2 separate regions of the Rattus norvegicus genome follow, and region 2 is linked to region 1. Evidence: chromatin contacts called from public Hi-C data. All regions are on one chromosome and are shown on one strand. The core of a region is the stretch at or near the end of the contact, and the rest is flanking DNA. Distances in the headings are between cores, read along the strand shown.

Region 1 (5,533 bases), core at 21-2,520:
TAAACTACTTTTGCTCATCTACACCCAGCCCCGCACACCACAGAAGCTGGGGACAGGCCCTCTGGAGCATCAGGAGCATCAGAAAGCCAGCGTCTCAGTTCACTCTTGACTTCCTGGCAATGTGCAGTGCCACCAAGTCGATGGCATCTTGGTCTAGAATCCCCTGTGTGGTAAACAGGGCAGATCCTGAGGAGACTGGGAATGTGCAGCCCTCAGCTGCCTCCGGTTTCCATCCCCAATAACTGTGATCTTCAGACCAAAGGCCCCGTGTACCAAGCTAGAGCCAAAGAGAAAAGAGATGAAAGATACAGCAGCTACTGAGTGTGTCCGCATAGACGTGGGCTTGCAGGCTTTGTTTGGCGTTTGTGCTTGAACTCTGCTAATTAAATATTTGAATTCTGCTGCAAAGGTTCTGCTTTAATATTGAGCCCAGGATTTTTTCATCTACAGTTTGGAATCTATTAACAAGTCATTTTCATAGGTCAGAACCATGTTGCCACAGAAGTGCAATAGACAGGATTACAGAGTAGGTCAAATTTCTCAGTGGGGTGTGTGTGTGTGTGTGTGTGTGTGTGTGTGTGTGTGTATCTGTATGTCTGAGCAGCGCACATGTACGTTTGGTTACATTGTAAAATATCTCACCAGTGACGAAGACAAAACAGAAGAAAACAAAAGCTGCTACGGTTTCTGATAGAGAAGGGGTGTTATGCCTTTATGTCTTTCTATTTTGCTATATTCTTCTGGTATCTGGTTGCATTCACTAGATGAAGTCTGAATAAATAGGATGCCTTTTCCAAACTTCGTTGTTCTATTATAAATTCTTTATATTCATATAGTACGATCAATAAACAGATAAAACTTGTAAGTTTCTTGTGGTCACATGTCATATTAACAGACCACATTAATCTACACTCTAAGCTATTCCTGGGTGCTATTCGGTCCTCCACACCCAATCCACTGCTCAGAGCGTAACCACTCATTTCCAAGTTACAAGAGCGCCACCTTCTGGTGAAACGTTTTCATAGAAGGGGAGGGGGTGTCTTAAGGATCTGCTAAAACCAGGCGAATTCTTCTATCCAAAACAAAAAAAAACAAAAAAACAAAGTTAAGTGCAGCCACTCTAACAAATACGTTGAGGTTTTTTGAGTTTCTGACTTTGTTTGATTCTTCTGGGAAGAGTCCTCCAGCTATTCAGCGTTCAAGGGGTCTTTAAACCCTTCCGGTCCTCCTTAAGCTCCGCGGGTTTCAAGTTTCAGCTCCTCCTTGAATTCCAGCCTGCTGAGACTCCCAGAATCATCCAAAATGGAGCCTCTCGGTGCCTACCCACTAAAATGTTCCGGGCCCAAAGCAAAGATATTTGCAGTTTTGCTATCTATGGTTCTGTGCACCGTGATGCTTTTTCTCCTTCAGTTAAAATTCCTGAAGCCGAGAATCAACAGCTTCTACTCCTTTGAAGTGAAGGATGCCAAAGGAAGGATGGTGTCTCTGGAAAAGTTCAAAGGCAAAGTAAGTCTTTGGGTTTTTATTTCTGTTGTTCCTCGGCCCTGATACTTATTCTCACCATAGAATAGGGTTCGTTACAGCCGTAATTTGAAGTCTTCAAAGTAATATTGTTAGATGTGCTTTTAGTTATCAGAGTTTTAAGTGCCTTAAATTTCCGATCCATAACGCGACTGTTTTTCTCGAAAGCTGCCTTCTCTTTCGTGCGGAACTGATGATGTTTTATCTAGAAGATGCTGTGTGACTATGTGAGACCCGTTACTAGGAGTGTTCTTTATGTAATCTAACTAAAACTTTGTCACAGTCGTCGCCCATTCATTTGAATTATGGTTTTCAATAAAGTTGGATCTGTCTAAAAATACGGAATCAGACGCCATAGTCTCCCAAAATGATTTAGGATTTTAACTGCATGAGGATTTTTTTTAATCTTTTGCTTCTCTTTCCGGTGGGGTTTTTTCTTTTTCCGGGAGGCTTCCCTAGTTGTAAACGTGGCTAGTGACTGCCGGTTCACAGACAAGAGTTACGAGACCCTCAGGGAGCTGCACAAGGAGTTTGGGCCCTATCACTTCAACGTCCTGGCTTTCCCGTGCAATCAGTTTGGAGAATCGGAGCCCAAGTCCAGCAAGGAGGTAGAATCTTTTGCAAGAAAAAACTACGGAGTCACATTCCCCATCTTCCACAAGATTAAGATTTTAGGGCCGGAAGCAGAACCTGCGTTTAGATTTCTTGTTGGTAAATATCTACTCTGCCTCAATGTTGTTCATTCCTTCTCCTTTCATACATTAAATATAAGTGATATAAAGAAAAAAAAGATTATTAGGACCATAACTCATATTTTTACTGGGAAATTTTCATAAAACTGTCGAAGATCCAGAACTTCACCCTTTGTAACTTCTAGAAGAAGTTGTATGCCCCTAAAATTGATGTTCTGACTTCTTAGATGGTAAAGAATTTTACTTTGGTATGTTTTTATTTCTGCGGCCATCGTGGTGAAGGCTTTATGTGACGTGTGGGGTCACCTGCTTTCCCTAAGTATTTCAACTTTCCCATCATCTCACCAGCCTTTGGGGCAATACCCCTGCCTCTTACTAAGGCTGCACATTTCAGGAATACCTGTGGCTGGACATCATTAACTGAATATGTCTTTATGTTTAGTTTACGGTGGCCTTTTTTATCAGAAAAATTATCCTCAAGATTGACCTGTCAGTTTGCCAGGGTTTTGCTGAAATTCAAAGCAGAATAACTTATTTTCAAAGCCCAGTCACGTGAGGGTTCCTCTGTAATTAAGCTGGCCACAGCCGTCTATTTAAAGCACAATAAAGCACCTGTAAGGCAATGAGCAGGAAACCTGTGGCTTTTATTTGTGGGGTAAAAGGCAGAAAGGAGCCCTGCCTTGAGCAAAGCACCCAAGTACAATCTAACCAGAACGCTGCAAATGCTACAGCTCTAAGCTCTTACGGGGGTGGGGGGGGGGAGGCTGTGGAACCCAACTCCCTTCACACAACCAAAAATGCAACAGTGTGAAGTCTCACTGAACTGAGACAGGCGAGGAAGAGCCCAGAGGTAACGTCTACAGATTCTGGAAGAGGGTATCAGCTCTGCCTCGACCACTGACTGGCTACGCAGCATCCACTTTAGGCCTCCCCTGTCTCATTTGCAGGATATTGAAGATAGCAATACCCACCTCTGGGGGTTGCGAGAAAGACTGAGTCCACTGAGTCCGTTTGAACGTTGAGCACATTTGGCCAGGCACAGAATCGGGACTTGATTGTAGCTTTAGGTGCTGTTATCTTTTTTAAAAGACATTTTTATTTTTATGTATATGAGTGTTTTGCCAGCATGTATGTATTTGAACATGCGTGCATGGTTCCCAGTCACCTGAAGCTGGAGTCACAGGTGGTCGTGGGCCACCACATGGATGCCGGGGATGGAGCCCAGGTCCTCTGCAAGAGCAGAATTCACTCTTAACCACAGAACTCTCTCTCCAACCCCCCAGTTCCTATCTCTTTTCCTCATATTCATCAATATTAGGGACATAGATCCCAAATTATATAAATTAGGAAATTCACATTAAGATTTATCAAAAGAATGTTGTAATTTCTCAGTGACTATCCCAAGTCCCCTGCCTTTTTCAGCTATATTGTTCTGAGCAATATTTGGAACATTAGTACATTAAATATGAAAGATTAAGTCATATGTTCCTTTTTCCAAGGACTTTAGAATATTTTATCTTTTTAAAATGTTGGAAACAGACTGAAGTGGTGGCAAACACTACAGTCCCAGTACTAGGAAGGTGGAGCCTTGGAAGATTAAGAGTTCAACGCTAGCTTTGGCTACATAGAGAGTTCAGAGCTAGCCTGAGCTATGTAGTGAATTTGAGGCCAGCCTGGGCTGCATGAATGTTAAGAACTAAAGATTAAACTTGTTCGGTCTTGCTAGGCCTGGTGGCACACACCTGTTAGTCCCAGCATCCAAGAGGCTGAATCAGAAGAGTCACAAGTTCAAGGCCAGCTTGGGCTACATAGCAAACAACAAGAGAAAATGCATTTAGATCAAAAACTCTAAAATATGCAACTTTGTTTCATGTCTCAACTCTAGATCAGGACAGCTACCTGTGAAGTCTGGTTATCGAAGTCCTGAGCTCTTCCCTGAATGGTTGTTTTGTTTTTCGTATTATTAATAATATTAGGACAATCCTAGTACCTGGTTATAATATTGTCACTTATGCATACGCTAATAAAACTGAAAATATCAACAAAGAATAAAATCATACTCATGAAAATATATTCTGAATGTTTTAGATTCTTCCAAGAAGGAACCAAGGTGGAACTTTTGGAAGTATCTGGTCAACCCTGAGGGACAAGTCGTGAAGTTCTGGAGGCCAGAAGAACCCCTTGAAGCCATCAGACCTCATGTGTCACAAATGATTGGGCAAATCATTCTTAAAAAGAAAGAGGATCTATGAAAGCACCGTGGAGTCAGGCCAGTACAAAAGGACAGAGGGCCTCCTCTTAGATTCCAAAACATACAGTGCGAAAAGATGTTTAAGGCCATCTTACTACTAAGTTGCAGTGGCTGTCCCCAAGATAGGAATGTTACAAAGGAGGGAAGAAGGGGTTGAGGTCTTAGCCAAAGAATCATGATGAAGTATATTACTTCTACTGACCAGAAGGGAAATCCAGGATGCTCTGTCACCAATACCCTTTACTGTTACAGTCCAACTTAATTTTCTCTAGGGTTAACCTTGTGGGAAATCCAATGCCCAAGGTCACCATGTGGGCCAACGAACACTGTGAGGGTGGCAATTTTGGAGTGACCAACTCTAGATGTAATAAAATATACAATGAATGTTGCAAAATATAAAGTGCATTTTTTTTCTTTCTTTTCAGTTTTTTGAGACAGGATTTCTCTGAGTAGCCCTGGCTATTCTGGAATTCACTCTGTAGTCCAGGCTGGCCTTAATTCAGAGATCCACCAGCCTCTGCCTCCTGTGTGTTGGGATTAATGGTGCGTGCCACCATGATTGGCAAAGTGCAGGCTTTCCAGTCATTGGATATATTTTGCTTCATGTACAGGTTTTGTTTGTTTGTTTGTTTGTTGGGTTTTTGGGGGGGTTTTTGGTTTTGTTGTTGTTGTTTCTTTTTTTTTTTTTTTTTTGGTTCTTTTTTTTTGAGCTGGGGACCGAACCCAGGGCCTTGCGCTTCCTAGTGAAGCGCTCTACCACTGAGCTAAATCCCCAGCCCCTGTTGTTGTTTCTTTAACATAGGTTTTAGTGTTTTACTGAATCTGGCTAGATTGCCCCTTCTAAATGATTTGAAAACATCATGTTCAGCCCCTCCGGTGATTCTTAATTTAACTTACATAAGTAGGATATTAGCACTGAGGTTTGCCTTTAATTTTAAGAAAAAACTGCCACGTATTGGACAAAGGACATGAGTATACGCACATTTCACTTGATTTCTTACAGGTCAACTTTAGCTGCTATGAGACTACATTTGGGGAGAATTCAATGCTATGTCATTCTAACACTCAA
Region 2 (5,533 bases), core at 2,216-4,715, 580 kb before region 1:
ATAAAAACAAGGCGAAATGGGAAGTAGTTGACAGTGACGCTGACCGTGTGAACTAAATTATGAATATGTTCCATTTTCTAGAGCAGCAGTTCTCAACTACGTATCAGACATTTACATTGCAATTTGAACGGAAGCAGAATTACAGTTAGGAGGTAGCGACGAAATAGTTGAGGCATCCCAGCATGAGGAACTGTACTAAATGGTCACAGCATTAGGAAGGTTGAGGGCCACTGCTCTAGAGAAAAGCTTCCCAACCTTTCCCCACTCGTGATATTTTTATCCCAAGAACAAATTATACAACCTTAGGCACATAGCTATGTAAAATCATTATAAAAATTAAAACATTTATTGATCATAAATCAATTATTTTAAACAATTTTTATATGCTTATGATTTTACCATTCAGTAAAGATAAAATTGCATACTGATAAGTGTGCCTGTTTGTTTTAGTGTAAGAATTACATCTTGGATGAATGTTTGATACTGAAGGGCATAGAATCTTCAGTGGTTTTCAGCGTTGATTGGCATTTGTTTTTATAATCTTCAGTTCTTGAGAACTATATATTTCTCATAAATATGTAGTACAAAAAATGGCAGAAGTATATCAAAGGTCATTTCAGAAATTACTAGCAAACTCTATCTTATTCCAAGCCAAAGTTCACTTTTTTTCACTTGTTTTGTTTCAGACAGGATTTCTCTGTGTAGCCCTTGCTGTCCTGGAACTCATTCTGTAGACCAGACTGGCTTCCAACTCAGGGACCCACCTGTTCCACCTCCCAAGTGCTGGGATTAAAGGCATGCACCACTATGCCTGACTCCAAAATTTACTTAATAAGTTTTTACAAACTTAAGAAAGCAACTCAAACAGCTGCGTGGTCAAACACTCCGGACACAGTCAGAAGATGATTTCATACATAGGTGTCGAGGGAGGACAGCAATGGCATTGCACGTCTGACGGCATGCATCCTGCAAAGTGTGCTTATTGTGTGTTTGAAACCAAGGCTGTAGGGACATTGGTCACGGGACATGACTGAACATTGCCAGAAGCACCTCAGGCTCTCTATGTATTTGATTCTGAATTAAATATTTCTTTTTGCTGCCTGTTCAGGAAAATTTTACTGTTGCTAATCATGATCTTCCCATTCAGTTATGTGGCCTCTATATGGGCTTGTAACCCACCATTTAAGCTGCGTTCTAGACAAATCTTTTATAAATGCATTGATGTATTTACTTCTGTAGGTGAACAATTGCAGGTTATCTTTTTCTTTTTTAAAGATTTATTTATTTATTATATACATGAGTACACTGTTTTCAGACACACCAGAAGAGGGCATCAGATCCCATTACAGATGGCTGTGAGCCACCATGTGGTCTCTGGGAAATGAACTCAGGACCTCTGGAAGAGCAGTCAGTTCTCTCAACGGCTGAGCCATCTCTCCAGTCCCGCTTGCAAGTTATTAATGTTTAAACATGTTTCCTCCATATTCATGACCCTCTTGGGGTAGAGTATTTCTTACCATTCTGACCACAGGGCCAAGCATCATGGCAGACTGGTTTCCTCCCTCCCCAAACCTGAAGAACATAAGTCTGAAACCTTTCCCTCACAAGCTGAGTACTCACAGATCTACGTTCACTCAGGGTAGACAACATGCGCACTCGGGGTATTAATAAACCCAATACCAGGGTTGGGGATTTAGCTCAGTGGTAGAGCGCTTGCCTAGGAAGCGCAAGGCCCTGGGTTCGGTCCCCAGCTCTGAAAAAAAGAACCAAAAAATAAAATAAAATAAACCCAATACCCTGGAGGGCCTTGGCTGTTGCCTCTGCAGTAGCTTAACCCCTCTGAATGACCTTCATGTAAACTCCCGGAATTATTATACCTGAGATAAGCCTGAAGCTACGGTAACTAACTCTGGAATTTAAAGTTTATTATCAACTGAATAGTGGAGTGAATCCACTCTGTTTTATCTGGAATATCCTAGATGGATATCTCATGAATCGCTACATAATTTAAGCTGTTTAGTTAGTGTTCACTTAGGTTTCTGACCGTGACTAGGGATGAAGTGGAATCCCACTGATTGGTCTGCACGAGAACCGTCATATTCGGAATTCTGAGCTGAAAGGGCTGCACTTGAGAAGCAGCTCATGAGTTAAGGTTTTGCGTTAGGATGCAGTGTGGTGTACCTTGGTTAGTGGCTTTGAACAGGATGCTTTGATAACCACAGTGCTTAGGATAGTGCAATGAAATATTCTTCTGGTCTGATTGCCAGATTGTCATAGAAGGGGTCAGAGAGCAGGATGAAATTGATGACACGTGACCATAGAACTGCAGTTAGAGGTATCTTCAAAGGATTAGGCTAGACTCAGTAAGGAGAGCACGGGAAAACAAGCATTGGGCAAATTACATATTGAAGGAAAATATACGGAAACAAGGCAAGCCCAGGATGCTGGTGTTGGTTAAACTCTCAGTTTTGATCTACTTAACACAAATTTATTGAAATAGTGAGGCCTCCTCAATGACCGAGGAGAAGTGTAAAGTTGTGAGCATGGGGGCTGTCCCTGTGGTGTACCACACCTATAACTGCAGTTCTAAGGACCCTTGTTTCTCTTTAGGAGAGAGGCCAGAGATTGTGTCTCCCCAAGTAACAGCAATGGCAAACAACTGAACGGTGCTTACTCAGTACAGTAGCGTTTTACTTCCTTCGCCTGTAAGATAAGAATGACATTATCACAGAATCCACAAACTTTGGGATGGAAGGACAGTGCAAATGACTCGCTCAAGGACATACAGCCTATCAGTGCCAGAACACAGCCTGGCTCCCTGAAACTGGAGCTCTCATTTGTAACTCCTCAGCTCCTTTCTCCCCGCACCACCCTTGCCTCTGGTCAAACAAGGTTCTTCCCGAACTCTAACTTTGTTCCGGTCAGTCTCCACTCCTTGTCAACAAGATCAGAGAGTACAGGAAGGAAAGGAGCCGTACCTTCAGTGACAAGATGGGTATCTTGTGAGTTACTACATATTAACCCTAGCAAAGGCGTACTTATCAGTGCAACAGCTAATCTTCTTTGTGAAAGCCTTTATTACACGTAGGGGTTAAGGTCATTTTAGGAGCATTTACTCTGAGCAGTCAGAGAAGGAACAGCGGGCTATTGTAGATACAAATACACTTTCGTAAAACACAAAAAACAAACAAACAAAAACCCCCACCCCCCATTTTATGACGTAAAGATCTAAACAATTTCAGATAATTTACTTCTGGAAATCCTCCCACCCACCACGTGGTCACTCAAGTTCGCTCCTTTTCCATAGCCGCCACAAGGGGGCAGTTGCGGCCGCACAGTCGGCGCACACACGGCTGCTCGGCCATCCCTTGCTCTTGTCTGGCACGCGGATCTCGGCAATGGATTAGCTCCTCTGGGGACGTGGGAGGCCCGGGCCCCGCCCCCGGCCGGCGGTGGCCCCAAGCTGCAGTCGCTGCGGTGAGCAGAGCGGATCTGCACGGAGGCTACGAGCGGAACGGGGAGCAGACCGTGCGTTGCCCTCAAGGCTCGCTCCCTTCGGCGCTCAGGGGCGCGGGTACTGACCGCGGGGCCCTCGGACCGGCCCGGGCTCGGGGCGCCAGGCTCGAGACCATGGCGCTACGCGCCCGGGCGCTCTACGACTTTAGGTCCGAGAACCCCGGTGAGATCTCCCTGCGGGAGCACGAGGTGTTGAGCTTGTGCAGCGAGCAGGACATCGAGGGCTGGCTTGAAGGGATCAACAGCCGCGGCGACCGCGGCCTCTTCCCGGCTTCGTACGTGCAGGTTATCCGTGCGCCGGAGCCTGGCCCTCCGGCCGACGGCGGCCCAGGAGCTCCGGCCCGCTACGCCAACGTGCCGCCCGGCGGCTTCGAGCCTCTGCCAGCCGCGCCGCCCGCTGCCTTCCAGCCGCTGCTGCAGCCGCAGGCGTCGCCCGGTTCCTTCCAGTCGCCGGGCGCCGGCTTTACCTACGGCGGGGGCGCCCCGCAGCCGTCGCCCCAGCAGCTCTACGGTGCTTACCAGGCCAGCCTAGGCAGCGACGATGACTGGGACGACGAGTGGGACGACAGCTCCACAGTGGCAGACGAGCCAGGCGCGTTGGGCAGCGGTGCGTACCCGGACCTCGACGGTTCGTCCTCAGCGGGCGGCGGCGCGGCCGGCCGCTACCGCTTGTCCACACGCTCGGACCTGTCGCTGGGCTCCCGTGGCGTCTCAGCGCCCCCGCCGCATCAAGCGTCTGGAGCCAAGAGCTCCGCCACGGTGAGCCGCAACCTCAATCGGTTCTCCACCTTCGTCAAGTCGGGCGGGGAGGCGTTCGTGCTGGGAGAGGCGTCAGGCTTCGTGAAGGATGGGGACAAGCTGTGCGTGGTGCTGGGTCCCTACGGCCCCGAGTGGCAGGAGAACCCCTACCCCTTCCAGTGCACCATCGACGATCCCACCAAGCAGACCAAGTTCAAGGGTATGAAGAGCTACATCTCTTACAAGCTGGTGCCCACGCATACCCAGGTGCCCGTGCACAGGCGCTATAAGCACTTCGACTGGCTGTATGCGCGCCTGGCGGAGAAATTCCCGGTCATCTCGGTGCCCCATCTGCCCGAGAAGCAGGCCACCGGGCGCTTCGAGGAGGACTTCATCTCCAAGCGCAGGAAGGGTCTGATCTGGTGGATGAACCACATGGCCAGTCACCCAGTGCTGGCCCAGTGCGACGTCTTCCAGCATTTCCTGACCTGCCCCAGCAGCACTGATGAGAAGGCCTGGAAACAGGGTAAGCGGAAGGCTGAGAAGGATGAGATGGTGGGCGCCAACTTCTTCCTCACTCTGAGCACACCACCTGCGGCCGCCCTGGACCTGCAGGAGGTGGAAAGCAAGATCGATGGCTTCAAATGCTTCACCAAGAAGATGGATGACAGCGCGTTGCAGCTCAACCACACTGCCAACGAGTTTGCGCGCAAGCAGGTGACTGGCTTCAAGAAGGAGTATCAGAAGGTGGGCCAGTCCTTTCGGGGCCTCAGCCAAGCCTTTGAGCTGGATCAGCAGGCCTTCTCCGTGGGTCTGAATCAGGCCATTGCCTTCACCGGAGACGCCTATGATGCCATCGGTGAACTCTTCGCTGAGCAGCCCAGGCAGGACCTGGACCCAGTCATGGACCTGTTAGCACTGTATCAGGGGCACCTGGCCAACTTCCCAGACATCATCCATGTTCAGAAAGGTAAAGCCTGTGGGGCAGGTGGCACGGGGTCAGAAGGTGGTGACTTTAATAGGCGTACCACTCTCTGGTTTCAGGCTCCTGGTCGTTCTCCCTGTCTGGGGACCCTTAGGGTTGTGACTGTTGGGACTTTCCTTACCGAGTTTTCAGTGGGTTGTTGGATTTCCTTCTAGTCAGGGGCTGACACACTCTTCAGAGTGCTAGTTTGTCAGACCGCGTTGTTATTTCAGAGTTTGAATAGGCAGGGAAATCAGCTGCTTTGATCTGTAAGCTCGTGGACTGGGGCAGAATTAGTAGGGGACCCACGCCAGG

Evidence for each region. Hi-C and Micro-C count contacts between places; a contact is called where the count stands out from the background.
Region 2: a Hi-C map of Schwann cells shows a contact between it and region 1, with 5 times the contacts expected there. The contact joins the promoter of Snx18 here to the promoter of Gpx8 in region 1. A contact is called at or near these places in 3 of 12 Hi-C or Micro-C datasets (the A7r5 cell line, Schwann cells and mammary epithelial cells).

What each region holds. Positions count from the first base shown.
Region 1 is chr2:46,408,977-46,414,509 of GRCr8, reverse strand. Gpx8 (glutathione peroxidase 8) reads left to right here and starts at 1,270. Exons shown (of 3, transcript NM_001106411.1): 1 at 1,270-1,506; 2 at 1,971-2,232; 3 at 4,302-4,864. The coding sequence starts at 1,303. The coding sequence ends at 4,465.
Region 2 is chr2:46,989,448-46,994,980 of GRCr8, reverse strand. It overlaps Snx18 (sorting nexin 18), which reads left to right and starts at 3,465. Exons shown (of 2, transcript NM_001107652.1): 1 at 3,465-5,224. The coding sequence starts at 3,631.